3 separate regions of the Mus musculus genome follow, and regions 1 and 3 are each linked to region 2. The links are chromatin contacts, called in public HiCAR-type and HiChIP or PLAC-seq maps. All regions are on one chromosome and are shown on one strand. Each heading gives the region's core, a stretch centred on a gene start, on an enhancer-like site or on the middle of the called end of the contact. The rest is flanking DNA. Distances are from core to core; before and after follow the strand shown. Region 1 holds the start of Metrnl (meteorin, glial cell differentiation regulator-like). Region 2 holds the start of Foxk2 (forkhead box K2). Region 3 holds the start of Rfng (RFNG O-fucosylpeptide 3-beta-N-acetylglucosaminyltransferase).

The links. HiCAR-type assays count read pairs that join an accessible place to other places. HiChIP or PLAC-seq counts read pairs in DNA pulled down with a chosen protein or histone mark.
Region 1: a HiCAR-type map of astrocytes shows a contact between it and region 2, with 2.2 times the contacts expected there. The contact joins the promoter of Metrnl here to the promoter of Foxk2 in region 2. A contact is called at or near these places in 2 of 484 Hi-C or Micro-C datasets (the N1E-115 cell line and embryonic stem cells) and 2 of 115 datasets of contacts at active chromatin or transcription factors (astrocytes and embryonic hindbrain).
Region 3: an HNF4G HiChIP or PLAC-seq map of pancreatic cancer cells shows a contact between it and region 2. The contact joins the promoter of Rfng here to the promoter of Foxk2 in region 2. A contact is called at or near these places in 1 of 39 promoter capture datasets (erythroid cells) and 2 of 115 datasets of contacts at active chromatin or transcription factors (pancreatic cancer cells and pro-B cells).

The regions. Positions count from the first base shown.
Region 1 is chr11:121,699,992-121,704,500 of GRCm38.p6, forward strand. Metrnl (meteorin, glial cell differentiation regulator-like) reads left to right here and starts at 2,436. Exons shown (of 4, transcript NM_144797.3): 1 at 2,436-2,804. The coding sequence starts at 2,635.
Region 2 is chr11:121,258,085-121,262,720 of GRCm38.p6, forward strand. Foxk2 (forkhead box K2) reads left to right here and starts at 1,903. Exons shown (of 9, transcript NM_001080932.3): 1 at 1,903-2,438. The coding sequence starts at 2,047.
Region 3 is chr11:120,782,402-120,787,006 of GRCm38.p6, forward strand. It overlaps Rfng (RFNG O-fucosylpeptide 3-beta-N-acetylglucosaminyltransferase), which reads right to left and starts at 1,803. Exons shown (of 8, transcript NM_009053.2): 1 at 1,492-1,803; 2 at 1,334-1,382; 3 at 867-969; 4 at 606-759; 5 at 228-316; 6 at 1-147. The coding sequence starts at 1,761. It overlaps Gps1 (G protein pathway suppressor 1), which reads left to right and starts at 2,099. Exons shown (of 14, transcript NM_145370.3): 1 at 2,099-2,324; 2 at 2,720-2,812; 3 at 3,299-3,480; 4 at 3,901-4,065; 5 at 4,151-4,286; 6 at 4,371-4,448. The coding sequence starts at 2,175.

The DNA.
Region 1 (4,509 bases), core at 1,186-3,685, 440 kb after region 2:
ATCTTTTCTGCAGATGTTGCAGGACAGGGGTCAGCACAGGTATCAGGAGTCTATGAGGATCTCTACAGCACAAAACTTCACAAGCCAGCAGAATGTAGTTAACCCAGCGACAGCTCTGAAAACCAGGTCTGCTGCCCTGTCCCCAACCTACGCTAGGTAATGGATCAGGGGGATGAGAACAAGGAGATAACTGCTTCAGTGATCCTACAGGAGGATCTGGGTCCTGGAAGGCAGAGACAACCTCCTCGATGTCATATGGGATTCTTGCAAGAACCCTGACAGACAAATATTCACCCTTACCTTGTTGTAAATTTTTTTATTGGATTTTTAAAGGTTTACAAAAACTGAAAAGAAAATAGAGACATCTCCGATATCTACTCCTTCCTCCCACTGTCATTAGCATCTTGTCTTAATATATGTGCAGTAATAATGAGCTAGTATTTGTATGTCATAAACTAAAGGGCAAAGTATAGATTCCAGTTCAATCTTGTGTTCCATTGTTTTTTTGACAAATGCACATGAGCCTCTACCATTCCCTGGGACAGAACCAGCTTTAGTCAACCTGAGCCCTCTGTTAGTGACTGTAGGTCATTAGCTCTTAACATCTGCACCGGATAGCACTCCTACTTGCTTTCATGCTACGATCTGAACTGTGATGAGCCATATAGGCCTTCCAAGATGGATGAGACATGATTGGCTACATGCAAATTGTGTATTCATCTCTACAGAGTCCCTAGTAAAAGGGATTACTATATAGAAAGTAGCCAGAGTTTACAGTGTGCAATTGGCAGGTTCCTTTCCTCACCTGCTTGGGGTTATCACCTGGCTCATATAATGTCTGTGCACTGGAACCCTGCAGTGATAGGGACAAGGTGTATACTCTAAGGGCCTTGGCGTTGGTGGAGTAGACCTTCAAGCTCTCAATGCACAGGTATGTCCCTGGAGCATCAAACAGGGCCTTGAATTTCAAGGTGACATCACTTTATATTCGAGGCAGGGTTCCAGTTCTGGGTTTTAGTTGAGTAGAAAGACCTGCTCAGCTGTACGACTGTTTTACACTGATTCTTAAACTTCAGATGTCTTTTCCAGATCCCCAGACCTTCTCCTTTCCTCAGCTGTTTAGTGGCCTCAAAGCCACAGGTGGTGCTGGCTCTTCCTCTTGAAGACATAAATTTGTCCCTCTTACTCTCAGTATGGTTGCCACCTAATAAATAAACTGCATTTCTAGGCCTTTCCTCATGCATAGAGGGTACTCTGGAATCCCTTGTTTCCTCCTGACCTATCCAGGCCAGTTTCGTCCATCATTTGATACTGTTTGGGGCTTTGAAGTGAAGAAAGATTGCCTCATCACCTTCTCCCTGTTTTGTTTGTTTGTTTGTTTGTTTTTTAAATCAAGCTCCAGGCCAGAGAATGTGTCCCTCCACCTCCCTATTTCTGCCCTGCTCCTGTGTAGCTCCCCCACTAGATGTTAGGATCACCATGATCTCCATGCGACGCCCCTTCATGGCCAGACTGGGCTCTCAGATGGTTATTTTTTTGTTTCTGTTGGAAGGATATTTGGAGACAATTGGATCTGTCAAACTCGGGATGGGAGATACTATTGAAGTATAGAATGGGTCCCAAGATGAAATGACGATAAAGCTCCACACTGCCCAAGGTAGGTTTCACTGTAAAGAAGCATCCAGCCTAAAACCTCAGCTTCAAGATGACAAAGTGAATATTAAACAAGAGACCACAGGACACTTGAAAGTGTGGCCTGGGGACTGATTGCACACCTGAGGCCTTTCTATGGGATGGATGTTCCAGAGTCTCGAATAACCTCGTAGAAGCTGCCAGTGCTTACTAATGGCAGAGTCTCAGTCTCTCTCTGATATTCTCTCTCTCTCTCTCTCTCTCCTCCCTCCCAAGGCAAATTTTGAGCTGGGGAACAGAAAGAGAGGGTGCCAGGAACCCCAAGAAGCCACCGCTCTTGAGTTGTGAGCATCACAATAGTCCTTGTGCACTGGAGGCCACTCAGGCTGTCTAAAAGATGGTGTCTAGCTGCTGGAAGGAGCTCAGATTTCTTCACTTCGTGCATAATAGTGCAGTTCCCCCAGGCCCAAACTCTTCCATCCCCATCCCTACAGCTTCTTCGTCCCAGCCCCAGCCCTCCTCCCTGACCTTGTTCCCGTTCTTTGCAAAGTCGTTTGTCCCACTCCGAGCTGCACTTTCCCTTGTCCTGTGCGGCGAGATGCTGCCCACTGAGTATCTGCGGCGTGACACCAGGGCGTTCCAGGCTAGAGCTGGCAGGACACAGATCTGTGAGCTGGCGCACGGGGCGGAACTGCTGGCCCGGGCCGAAGGCCAGGCGGGGGCGGAGCTCGGCCGAGGGCGGGGTGGCTTCACGGTTCCGCCCCCCAGCTGAGCCAGACCACGGTCCGGGAACTTGCCAGCTCAGAGGTTCTAGGGGCAGCCGGCGCGCTTCTCTAGTTGCAGCTTGGGCGGCTCCTGTGGTGGGCGGCTAGGGGCGAGCCGGGATGGGCTATAGACGCGCGACGTGATCAGTTCGCACGCGGACCCACGCCTCCCATCGCTCTGCCTCAAGAGCCTATTCTGTGGGTGCAGGCACGCACCGGACGCAGACCCGGCCGGAGCATGCGGGGTGCGGTGTGGGCGGCCCGGAGGCGCGCGGGGCAGCAGTGGCCTCGGTCCCCGGGCCCTGGGCCGGGTCCGCCCCCGCCGCCACCGCTGCTGTTGCTGCTACTACTGCTGCTGGGCGGCGCGAGCGCTCAGTACTCCAGCGACCTGTGCAGCTGGAAGGGGAGGTGAGTCTTGCGGGTGATTCCAGCGTGGACTCCCTGGACCTGGACCGGAGCCCTCGGCAGCGAGTGGCAGAGCTTGCGGGGTAGGGACAGCTATGCTGGCCAAGTCCGGTGACCCCCGCCCTAGCTCTGGTTTCAGAACAAAAGAGTTGGTGGCATCTGGGTCCCAGCTCGGAAGACGCCCACTCTCCGCGCGCGTAATACTGCCCTAGTGGGTTTCCTGGGCTCCATAGGCTGCATGTTTGGTCCTCCCAACGGTTGGGATTTCTGATTCTTGGGAAAGGGTTGGGATTGTGCTCATCTAGAGGGACAGCTGTGGCGTGGAGAGCGTGGGGTCCAAACGAGACCCGTATCGGCTGCAGACCGTATCTTTGGGGCAAAGAGATGGGGTCGACACCTGTCTGCGGCCAAATGCAGTAGGGTAGAGCCCTGAGCCCGCTTGGTGAAGGTCAAGCCGCCCTTGGCAGCAGGGCACAGGGTTCCTGTGACACTTCTCTCTCGTCCCCATCAGCAGTGACAGCGGAGGACTTTTTGCTGTTGTTTTAACTGAAGTGTGACGTATGGAAAGAAGCACAAGTCACAAGTGTGCGCGGGCGGGGTGCCTGAGGAGTCGTAGCTACTTTGGACACTGAGAACGCGCCAGGCACAGCGGCCGGCCCCCTCTCTTTGCAGAGCCAGTTTTTTACAGCTGCAAGTTGCCAATTCAGCGGTTTGCATAGCGCGCTGCGCTGATGCGGGTCTCCTGAAAACGTGGGCTGGGACGGCGGTGGGGGTCTGATGTAGCTCATCCCAGGGGCAGGGCGCTTGCGCAGGCCTGGGGAGGTACACGATCTCGTCTGAAGCACAGACTCCAGTGAAGGGGGCTCATGGGGCAATGCGTGCGGTGGGTGATTTTGGTCAAGAGGGTTTTCTGAGAAAGGTGGATGTTGGGCAGTGCCCGGATCTGCGTAAGCAGGGCATCAATGATTATCTTGTACACTTACAGTGCCTGACTTTCTGAGAAAACCACAGAGACCAAAATCAACCCTCATCAAGACTCCTGCTGGAGTGCTTGGACTGAAAGATTGAGAGCAGCTTCTTGAGCTCTGCAGTACCGGTCTTTAAGGGAGTTGGAGCTTTCTCTCCCGCAGAAATCCCTTCTGCCTGGCAAGAGCAGGGAGTTAGAGGGCTTGGGGCAGACAAGAGCAGATTGGATCTGAGGGAGGACTGGCCTCGGGAATGCTGGCGCCATCATAGAGCTGGCCATGAGCCTGTGATGCTAAGCTCTTACCGGGCGGCCCTTTCCCCGTGGTAATTAATTCTCTGCTCACAACCAGCACTGCTGAGTTAGTGTACTCTAACCTCAGATCTTGGTGTGCCCTGTTCCGGCAGACCAAAACCAGAAACGGAACGCCTGCCTTTAAATGAGGTTTCCAGACACTTGCTTTTCTTCCAGGTTCTTAGAAGGCGATGTGCCTGGAAGACTACCTTTCCCTGAGCCCGGGGATCTATGGTGAGGGGTGGCTTTCCCCAAGGTAGTGAGGGATTGAGTACAGACAAACTAAAAGACACCTTATTTCTGTGGGTCCATTCTCATTTAAGTGGAACCAGATGACTACCTCGTGATGCATGTGACTGCTGGGGTGGCAGCCCCCAAATTCAAGTCTGGGCAGTGTGAGCTGGCTACCTGTCCCCTTGGATTCCCCCTCTCCCCTTGCTGTCCTTCTCC
Region 2 (4,636 bases), core at 653-3,152:
TGGTCTACATGGTGAGTTCCAGGCCATTCAGGAATACATCGTGAGACCCTATCTCAAACAAACCAACTAATAAAACATATGGATCAACTCTGAAAAACATCAGAGATGCTCTATATCCTGCAGGATCAAATATTCTGCTGGGCGGGAATGGGGCATATGTGGGAGTATGGGCAAATGGGTCCCGAGGGCTCATTAGGCAGCTGGCCTTGCCAAAACCGAGAACTCCAGGTTCATTGAAAGACCCTGTCCTTGAAGAGGACATCCTGACATCAGTCCCTGGTGCTGCATGGCCCACAGTGGGATACATACACAGGAACAGATAAGCACATATATCCTATTAGAATACAGCGGCGTTCTCATCTGTAATAAATGCTTAAGTTTACATGTACATTGAAGAAGTGCTTTAAAATAAATATCTTTATAAGTGTTTGGTTTGGCCAGATATGGTGGCTCATTCCTCTACTCCCATCCCTTGGGAGGCAGAGGTGGGTGGCTCTCTATGAGTTCGAGGTGATCTTGGCCTATATAGTAAGCTCCAGGCCAGCCAGGGTTATATATGACTGATCGTCTTTCCCTCCCCACAGAAAACACCAAAACCAGCCACAAAAGCCAAACAAAGCAACATAAGTGTTGGATTTGTATGCTTACTTTACATACCTGGATAGCTAGGTGTAAAAAGTTAGATCTAGCCATGTTATAGATAGATGCTAGAGTCACATGGCAGAGCCTCAAACCTGCCCTAGGCAGTGCGCAGGACAACACAACGGTGTCAACAGTAATGGGAGGGCATTTCTTGTTCTTGACACCCTTTGTCCTTGAACTGTGTTTGTCTAGATACTCACCTAGTTATCATTTCCATAGTTTTCTGTACATCACCTACAATGCCTCAAATTAATATTTAATGAAATGGCTCTTTGCCATATTTATAGTACAAAGCATTTTGAACCCTTAGGAATTTATCCCGTAATTACAGACACATATGTCAAATAAGATATGTAAATGTTATAAAGACTGTTTCCCATTAAATGTATTGCAAGTTTAGACATAGAATGAATTAGAACGCAAAATGTTCCCATGCCTCTAGTCTGGGGCCTCTGTTTAGAAGCTCTTGGCTAGAATGTCCACTTTATCCTATGCAGCTTAAGTCCAGACTCTCAACCTTTCCACTCTCCCTGACCTGAATGAACTCCTTTTGTGCATCAGTGAGAGAACACTGCGTCCCATCGCCTGCACCCAGGGGCCACCATATTGGTGTGACGTTCTTTATGACCACGTGCCTCTCTTACCAGAGCTAAAGCAGGTGCATCCACTGCCCTTCGTTCCTGGGGAAGAAACTAGGGGTCTCAGCTTCACCTCTATGTTGGCACCGGCTTCTGGAGCCCCTCACAGCCTGCTCGATCTGCATAGCTCTGCTCCTCCCACGGGCCCGCGTTGTGGTTTCTTTTTTAATGGGAGAGATGGGATCTCTCTATCACACATACACAGATTGGAATAAAGCTCAGATTTGCAGTCCTTGGTATGAATTACTGAGTGCAGAACTCTATGCATACTGGGGTAATTTCTGTCACATCCCTGTGACATACGGGTCGATGCGGCAGGTTCCCGAGCAGCGCGCCTGACTCTACGCAACCTAGGGCGGAGTGTGAGAGGGGCCAGCGGCTCCCGGGGCGCACTCGCGCCCGTCGTGACCTTGGACCCCCGCTCAGTCCGCGAACGCGCGCGGCCCCACGCCAACTCCTCACTCCGCCCCGGGTTTTCCGCGCCGCCGCGGCCAACCTGCGTCGCGCGACGACGCCGGACGTGCGGGCGCTCGGCGGCGCGGCTCCCCATTGGCCGGCCTCGGTAGCCCCACTGCGTGCGCCGCGCCCATTGGTCGGCGTGCCCGTCCGTCGTAGGGCCGGCGCGCGGCCGTGCGAGCTCCCGCCCTCGCAGCTCTCCTCGCCGGCCGGCGGTCTCCGCGACCGTGCTCGGCTCGCGCGGCCCACGACCGCGCCCGGGCCTCGGCCCGCTAGGGCGCCCGCGCGGATCGGCCAGGCCTCGCAGGCGATGGCGGCCGCGGCGGCGCTCTCGGGCGCGGGCGCCCCTCCCGCGGGCGGCGGGGCCGGGGGCGGCGGATCCCCGCCGGGCGGCTGGGCCGTGGCGCGGCTCGAAGGCCGCGAGTTCGAGTACCTCATGAAGAAGCGGTCGGTGACCATCGGCCGCAACTCATCGCAGGGCTCGGTAGATGTGAGCATGGGCCACTCGAGCTTCATCTCGCGGCGCCACCTGGAGATCTTCACGCCCCCGGGCGGCGGCCATAGCGCGGCCGCCCCGGAACCCGCGCAGCCCCGGCCGGACGCGGGCGGCGACTTCTACCTGCGCTGTCTCGGCAAGAACGGCGTGTTCGTGGACGGGGTGTTCCAGCGGCGGGGGGCGCCGCCGCTGCAGCTGCCGCGCGTGTGAGTGGCGGGAGGGGGGCAGTGTCCTGGACCTGACCCACGGTGGCTACCCAAGAGCAGGGAGGGACCCTGACCCACAGCAGCCACCCCCGGGGAGGGGCGGGACCCGCACTCAGACCCACTGCCCATCATCAGGCAGGACGCAGAAGACCCACGTCAGCTACCCATGAGCAGGGTCAGACCCTGGACAAGACCTGGTCCCCATCAGGGAGGGATCCTGATCCGCTATCCGGGAGCAAGGAAGGCTAGACTCACCACCAGGACCCATTCACTGCCCATAACCAAGACCTGACTGATTCTGACCTACCCTAGTTTAATGCCCACGACCATCACTGGGATCACAGCCCCCCAGCGCTCCACCCGGAGTATTTAACATGCTGGCCCACTCCTGTCTGCCCTCCTACTGCCAGGTCCCCTGCACTGGTATTCTAACCCACGGCCCTTTGTCCAGTCTGACATGGGACTCTCAGAACACAGACCATCATTTCTGCCATCAACCCTCAGCCCTCCCTGCCATCATCACCAGCGTTGGTGGGTGGAAGTTTTATGGGTGCTCTGTGCCTAACCATCAGGGAGGAGGCACCCAAGGGAGATGCTAAGATGTGTGTGGTGGAGAACTATCTAAAATGAAGGGTAGATACCTGGTACCTTTTTTTTTTTTTTTTTTTTTTTTTTAAATTCACGTTTCAGTAGCAAGATATTTTGGAGGTAGCGTCTTAAGCCTAACAATTCTCTTTCCCCAGTGTTTTTGTAGCCTAAAAACTGAAAACTCCCAAACATGAAGGATTAGAAGCCTGTCTGTCCAGAACCTTAGAAATCTGGGAAAACTGGATACTAATTTCAACCAAGTAATCTTTAAAAAGCATTTTTAGCCAGGTGGAGTGTATTCAACCTGTAATCCCAGCACCCTAGAGGCTGAGACAGTAGAAATTTGAGTTCCAGGGTAGGTTAGACTGTGGAGTAAACTCTAGAATAGTTTGGGTTGCATGCTGAGACGTCGTCTCATAAAACAACAACAACAACAACAAAAAAACAGAACAAAGGGTGTTTGGTTTTTAAGGAATTATTACAAGATTGTGTAGAATAATTACAAAATTATTACAAGGAAGCCTCATAGGGAACTGTCAATCACAGCACAAAACAATTTCAATTTGGTTCTGTGGTTGGATAAACTTACTGTTTATTGTGCTTGAAAAACAACTTTGCTTTCCAGGAAATGCTAAGTATTCCTCAGGGTCCCTCTCTAGATCAGTGCTAGTAGAGCTTTTGCCACAGACTGAAGGTTTTTTAATTGCTTTCAGTTTTTGGAGATAATAGCAAGAGCTGTGTTAACTTAGGTTTGATGTGTCTGTACTCCATATTTCTTAGCTTTGGGAGGGTGTCCCAGCATGCACCACTGTGCTTGGCTACAAAGTTCATTTATTTGTTTGTTTGTTTATTTATTTAAAAATATTAACAGTCTCTGGTTAATAGCACTTGTTGCTCTTGCAGAGGACTTAGCGTCAGTTCTTAGCATTACCACTCAAAACTATTTGTAACTATAGCTCTAGGCATCAGATACCCTCTTTGAATGCTGTGGTCACCAGTCATGCACATAGTACACAAACATATGTGTGGGCAAATACTCATACACATGAAATAGAATAAATTTAAAATGACATTTATTGCCAGGTGTAGTGGTACACACCTTTAATTCCAGTACTTAAGAGGCAGAGGCAGGTGGATCTCTGAGTTCAAGGACAGCCTGCTCTACGTAGAAAGTTCATTTTGTTTATATCTGTGCCTTGCTTGCATTTGCTACAGCACAATGGAGGCCAGAGGACAACTTGCTGGAGTCAGTTCTTTCCGCTGTGTGGGTCCTGGGTGTCAGACTCAGATCATCAGATGTGGCAGCATGGGCCCTTACCAGTAATTTGTCTTGCTGGCCTACAAGCTATTTTTTATTGTTATTTTTAAATTTCAAATTAAATTAAAAACTTAGATTAAAACTTGTGAGTATGTGTCTGTGTTGGCGTGTACACGTGAGGTAGGAGCCGTCAGAGGATCCCTCGGTAGCTAAGTTAAAGGTTGTTACGAGCCATCGGACATAGGTGCTGGGAGCCAGCTCCCAGAATACGTCTGTGCACCACGTGTGCCTGGTGCCGTCACAGGCCAGAAGAGGACTTGGCATTCCTTGGAGCTGGAATACGGTTTTGAGC
Region 3 (4,605 bases), core at 553-3,052, 480 kb before region 2:
GACGGCAGCCTCTGCAGGTTTTCCAGGTGCGAGTGGAACAGGGGGCTATGGAGCAGACGGGCGCCCAGAAGTCCTTCCACGATGTATCCCACAGTGCAGTCATCAGGCAGCCGAACCCGCTCTGCTGTGCTCATGAAACTGCCAAGGCTGGAGAGGAGGCTAGTCAGCACCTCTACAGCCCTTCCCACCCCCAAACCAGGCAGCTGGCTTCCCAGCCTCCCACTTACCTGGCCCACGGGCTCATTTTGAGGGCAAGGCCCCTGCTCAGGCAGAACCCAGCCCCACCAGTAGCAAACCAGAATTTCACTGTGTTTGACTGGAAAAAGGAAAAGCTGTCAGGGCTGACCAGGATAGGGCTCCTCACCCTCAGCCCTCCAACTGAATCTTGTTACCCTCATCCTAGGCCACCATCTAGGAGTTTTCAGAAGGCACAAGGGGTTTCCTGACATGTCACCTGTGGCCTCTAAGGCCTTCTCTATCACTGCGCCTGATTGGCCCGTTCCATGGAAGCCAGGGTAGTTGGCCCATGCCTGCCTTAGGGTTTTCTCACTCTTCAGTGCTCCTTGGGTCAGCCCCAGGGAGGAGCATGTTAGCCCAGCACTCACGGTGCCACCGCCTTGGACCCTCTCTGTGGCTTCGATGGGGTGGTCCAGGCTAGGTCGCCCCAGGTAGATGTCCTGGTTGGAAGAGAAGGTGGAAAGCAGGTGCAGCAGGCTTTTGGGGTTCACGTAGTTGTCATCATCCACGTGGCAGAACCATCTGAAGGTGGAGGGAGAGGTCTATGCACTGAGGCCCCCCCCCCCCCAGTTTGGGTGGGAGCCTCCACATCGTTCAGTCCTGGTTCTCTGACAGGTGAGGTTACTTACTTTCGTCCAGATTCTAGGAACTTATCATATTCCACCGACATTTTGCAGCACAGTGCTTGGCGGGTGCGCACAGCAGAGCAATTGGTGTTGATCATGCGGCCGCCTGCACGGGACATACGGGAATATACGTGAGTGGTGAGTGTTGACTTCTAGCTTGCCTCCTCAGGTTTAGGCCTGTCCAGCCACTGAGCACAGCCCTCATTCTGAAGCAGATGACAGTTGCTTAGAACAGCACAGGTGGGACAGGACAAGACTTGGCAGGCTGAGCCTTCCTCGGGGAATCTGGGTGACATTAGCCATGCGTGGCACCCTGTCGGGAACTGGGGGCAGGGTGGGGATCTGGGTTAGGGTTAGGGTGGATGGGTGTCCTGGCTCTGCCCTCCACTAGCTGTGTGACAGTAGGCAAGTGCCCGACGCAGGAATGAATGGCCCTGGTAGCTACAACTCAGGCCAGGGGAGCATCTCACCTGCCAGCATCTGGAGCTCAGGGTCGTCTCCATCGGTGAAAATGAACGTCTGTGGGAGAAAACGCCGTGAGTGGGTCGGGGAGTCGGTGCAGAGCCCGGGGACCAGGGGCGCCAGCCTGGAATCCAGGACCCTGCGCGGCGGGGGACGGGACGCGCACCTGCCGTGGGGCTCGTGAGATCCAGGTACGCAGCAGCAGCCGCAGGCGCGGGCCGTGGTTCTTCCGAGTGGTCTTGACTGCAATGAAGACGTCGTCGGGTTGCAGGCGGTCTCCCTCGAGGGTCAGGCTCCGGGTCGGGACCCGATCGGGGTCCGGTGCGGGCGCGCGAGGCAGCGGCAGCGGTAGCGGCAGCGGCAGTAGCAGCAACACAGCCAGGACCGCGGCCAGCGCGAGGCAGGCCCGGCACAACACCCGCCGCGCACGGCTCATGCGATCGCCCCGGCCCGGGCGCTGGGCGCCCGCCTGCGACCGCGGCGGCCCCTTTAAGAGTGACAGCACCCCGCCCCAAGCCCTGACCCGGAACTGACGGACGCGCCGCCCCGGAAGCGAACGTCGCCGCGGCGCCGGGGGTGGAAGATGCCGCTGCCGGTTCAGGTGTTTAACTTGCAGGTAGGGCTTGGTGGCTGCGCTCGCCGCGTGGCCGTTCGGTCCGGAGCGGGCCTGGTGGGCGGGGCCGGCGGCAGGCAGGGCGGGGCGGGGCGGGGCCGGCGGCTCTGGCCTGGGCGCGCGAGCGTCGCCTGCCTCGCGGGCCGCCCTGGGCCCCGGCCCCCGCCCCGCCCCCGCCTCGCGCGCCAACGCTTTCCGTGCGGTGCCGGCCTCGCAGAGAGGCGCGTCAGGCCAACATGCGGGGCAGCCCGGCGCCCAGCTCGGCCTCGTCGTCGGCCTCCGACCTGAGCCGCAGCCCTGCGCACAGCAGGTCCGACTTGCGGCCCGGCACGGCGGGCGACTACAGCCTGAGCGCCAGCCTGTCGGCCTGCACGTTGCTTTCCGAGGTACGGCTGCGCGCCCGCCCGGGAGCGGCTCTCCCGACGGCGCTTGAGGCCCTGGGCCCTGGAGTCCGGGATGCGCCGACCCCTTCCGCGGCGTGGCCAGTCTGCTCTGGCTCTTTGGATTGATGAAAATAGGGTGACAATCTGTTTGGATCTCTGTGGCCTGGAGGGAGATGGGTCGGGATGGCGGCCCGGAACGCTTGATGGTTCCCGCAGTCAGTCTCAAGAGTTGTGCGCAGGACCTGGGTGGGAGAGCTGAGGGCGCTTGGCTGCCAGCACCTGTGGGGGCCCAGTGCAGTTCTGCCTTGGAAAATCGAGGGCAGAAGCGACCGTGGGGGACAGGAACATCCTCTGCTGTCCCTGGTGCCCTGTGTCAAGCTGCTCTTCGTGTATTGCAGGGGGCCGTGGAACCCATGCAGATTGATGTCGATCCGCAGGAAGATCCGCAGAACGCACCTGATGTCAACTATGTGGTGGAGAATCCCACCCTGGTATGAATCCCACGTGGCGGGGGACTCCTGGTGACTTGGACATGTTGAGGGGTCCAACTCAGACTCCCGCTATGGTGTATATCCTAGGACAGCTGATGCTTTTTAGCAACTACTTTAGACACATCCCTCTAAGCCAGGAAACTGGGTTTTCATTTGCCCACCTGTGTTGGGTTCTCAGGTAGTGCTAAGACCCTGCACCTGCTTCTCCATAGGGCACAGCCCCATTGGGTCAGTGTGAAGCAAAGCTGTATTTGCCGCTGACACTTACCCTTTTCTTACCCCAGCATCCATCACTTGTTGAGTTTCCATTTCCCGGGGCAGAGCTTGAACCTGATGATCCTTAATCCACCCCTGTTGTCTCTTCCCAGCCTCTGGGACAGCAGTCAAGACTGTGGCCCCAAGTCTCCCTCGGGAAGGTTTAGTATCCTGGCTCAGGTTGTCAGGTCCTTGCTTACCCAGCTGACCCGCTTATCTCCTCCCCACAAGGATCTGGAGCAGTATGCAGCCAGCTACAGTGGCCTGATGCGAATTGAGCGACTACAGTTTATTGCTGACCGTTGCCCTCCACTGAGGGTAGAGGCCTTGAAAATGGCTCTATCCTTCGTGCAGAGGACCTTCAATGTGGACATGTATGAAGAGATACACCGGAAGCTCTCCGAGGCTACCAGGTTAAGCCTTAGGGAGCAGGGGAGGGTGAGCAGATCTGGGCTGGCCATGGCTTTTCCCTGCCAGCCTTTCACCCGTGATGTGCCTCCAGTAGGTGAGAGATAGAACATGCTTCCTCCTTGGGGTGGAGAGCTGGTAGCCGGCCATTTTCTCTCCGTTGGCTTCCTTGCCTCTGTGCAGACAGTTGAGCTTCCTAATCCTTGAGAATCTGGTATCGCTGTTCTTCTTTACCAAAAACAAAAAAAGGCCTGGCTGCACTGGGTCAAAACCTCCTACTCTCTTTTGACCTTCCCTGTCTAGCTGTGGTCTCTTAGATCAGCAATTCTCTGTGACCCTGGTACAGACTGGGCCCTTGCAGTGGGGCAGGGAGAGGCAAAGATCTCCTGAGAATCAGCCTGTCTGATGGCTAGCTCACCCTTCAGGGAGCTGCAGAATGCACCTGATGCCATCCCTGAGAGTGGAGTGGAGCCCCCGCCCCTGGACACAGCCTGGGTGGAGGCCACTCGGAAGAAGGCTCTGTTGAAACTGGAGAAGCTGGACACGGACTTGAAGAACTATAAGGGCAATTCTATCAAAGAGAGCATCAGGTGCTGGGCTTCTCTGGGCAGGGGAGGTGGGCAACCGGGCCCTAATGGCCCCTCGACCAGCATTCACTCACTGCCAGGCCTACAGGCGCGGCCACGATGACCTGGGTGATCACTACCTGGACTGTGGGGACCTCAGCAATGCCCTCAAATGTTACTCACGAGCCCGAGACTACTGCACCAGTGCTAAGCATGTCATCAACATGTGCCTCAACGTCATCAAGGTGGCCTGGGTGACAGCTGGGTAGGCATGGAGGGCCCAGAAGGGACAACCCAATCTTATCTGGCCTTACCTACTTACCTGCCAGGTCAGTGTCTACTTGCAAAATTGGTCTCATGTGTTAAGCTATGTCAGCAAGGCCGAGTCTACTCCAGAGATTGCTGAGGTAAGGTCCACCTCACAGATACCCCAGCTAGCCCCTTTACTCCTTCCTTGCCTCCAGCTCCCTTTGAGTTTGGGCTCAGGGTAAGGTGGGGACAGGGAACAGAGCTTCTTGAATAAGGAGCGCAGGGTGGGGGCTCACATCTGCTGTCTTCTCCTAC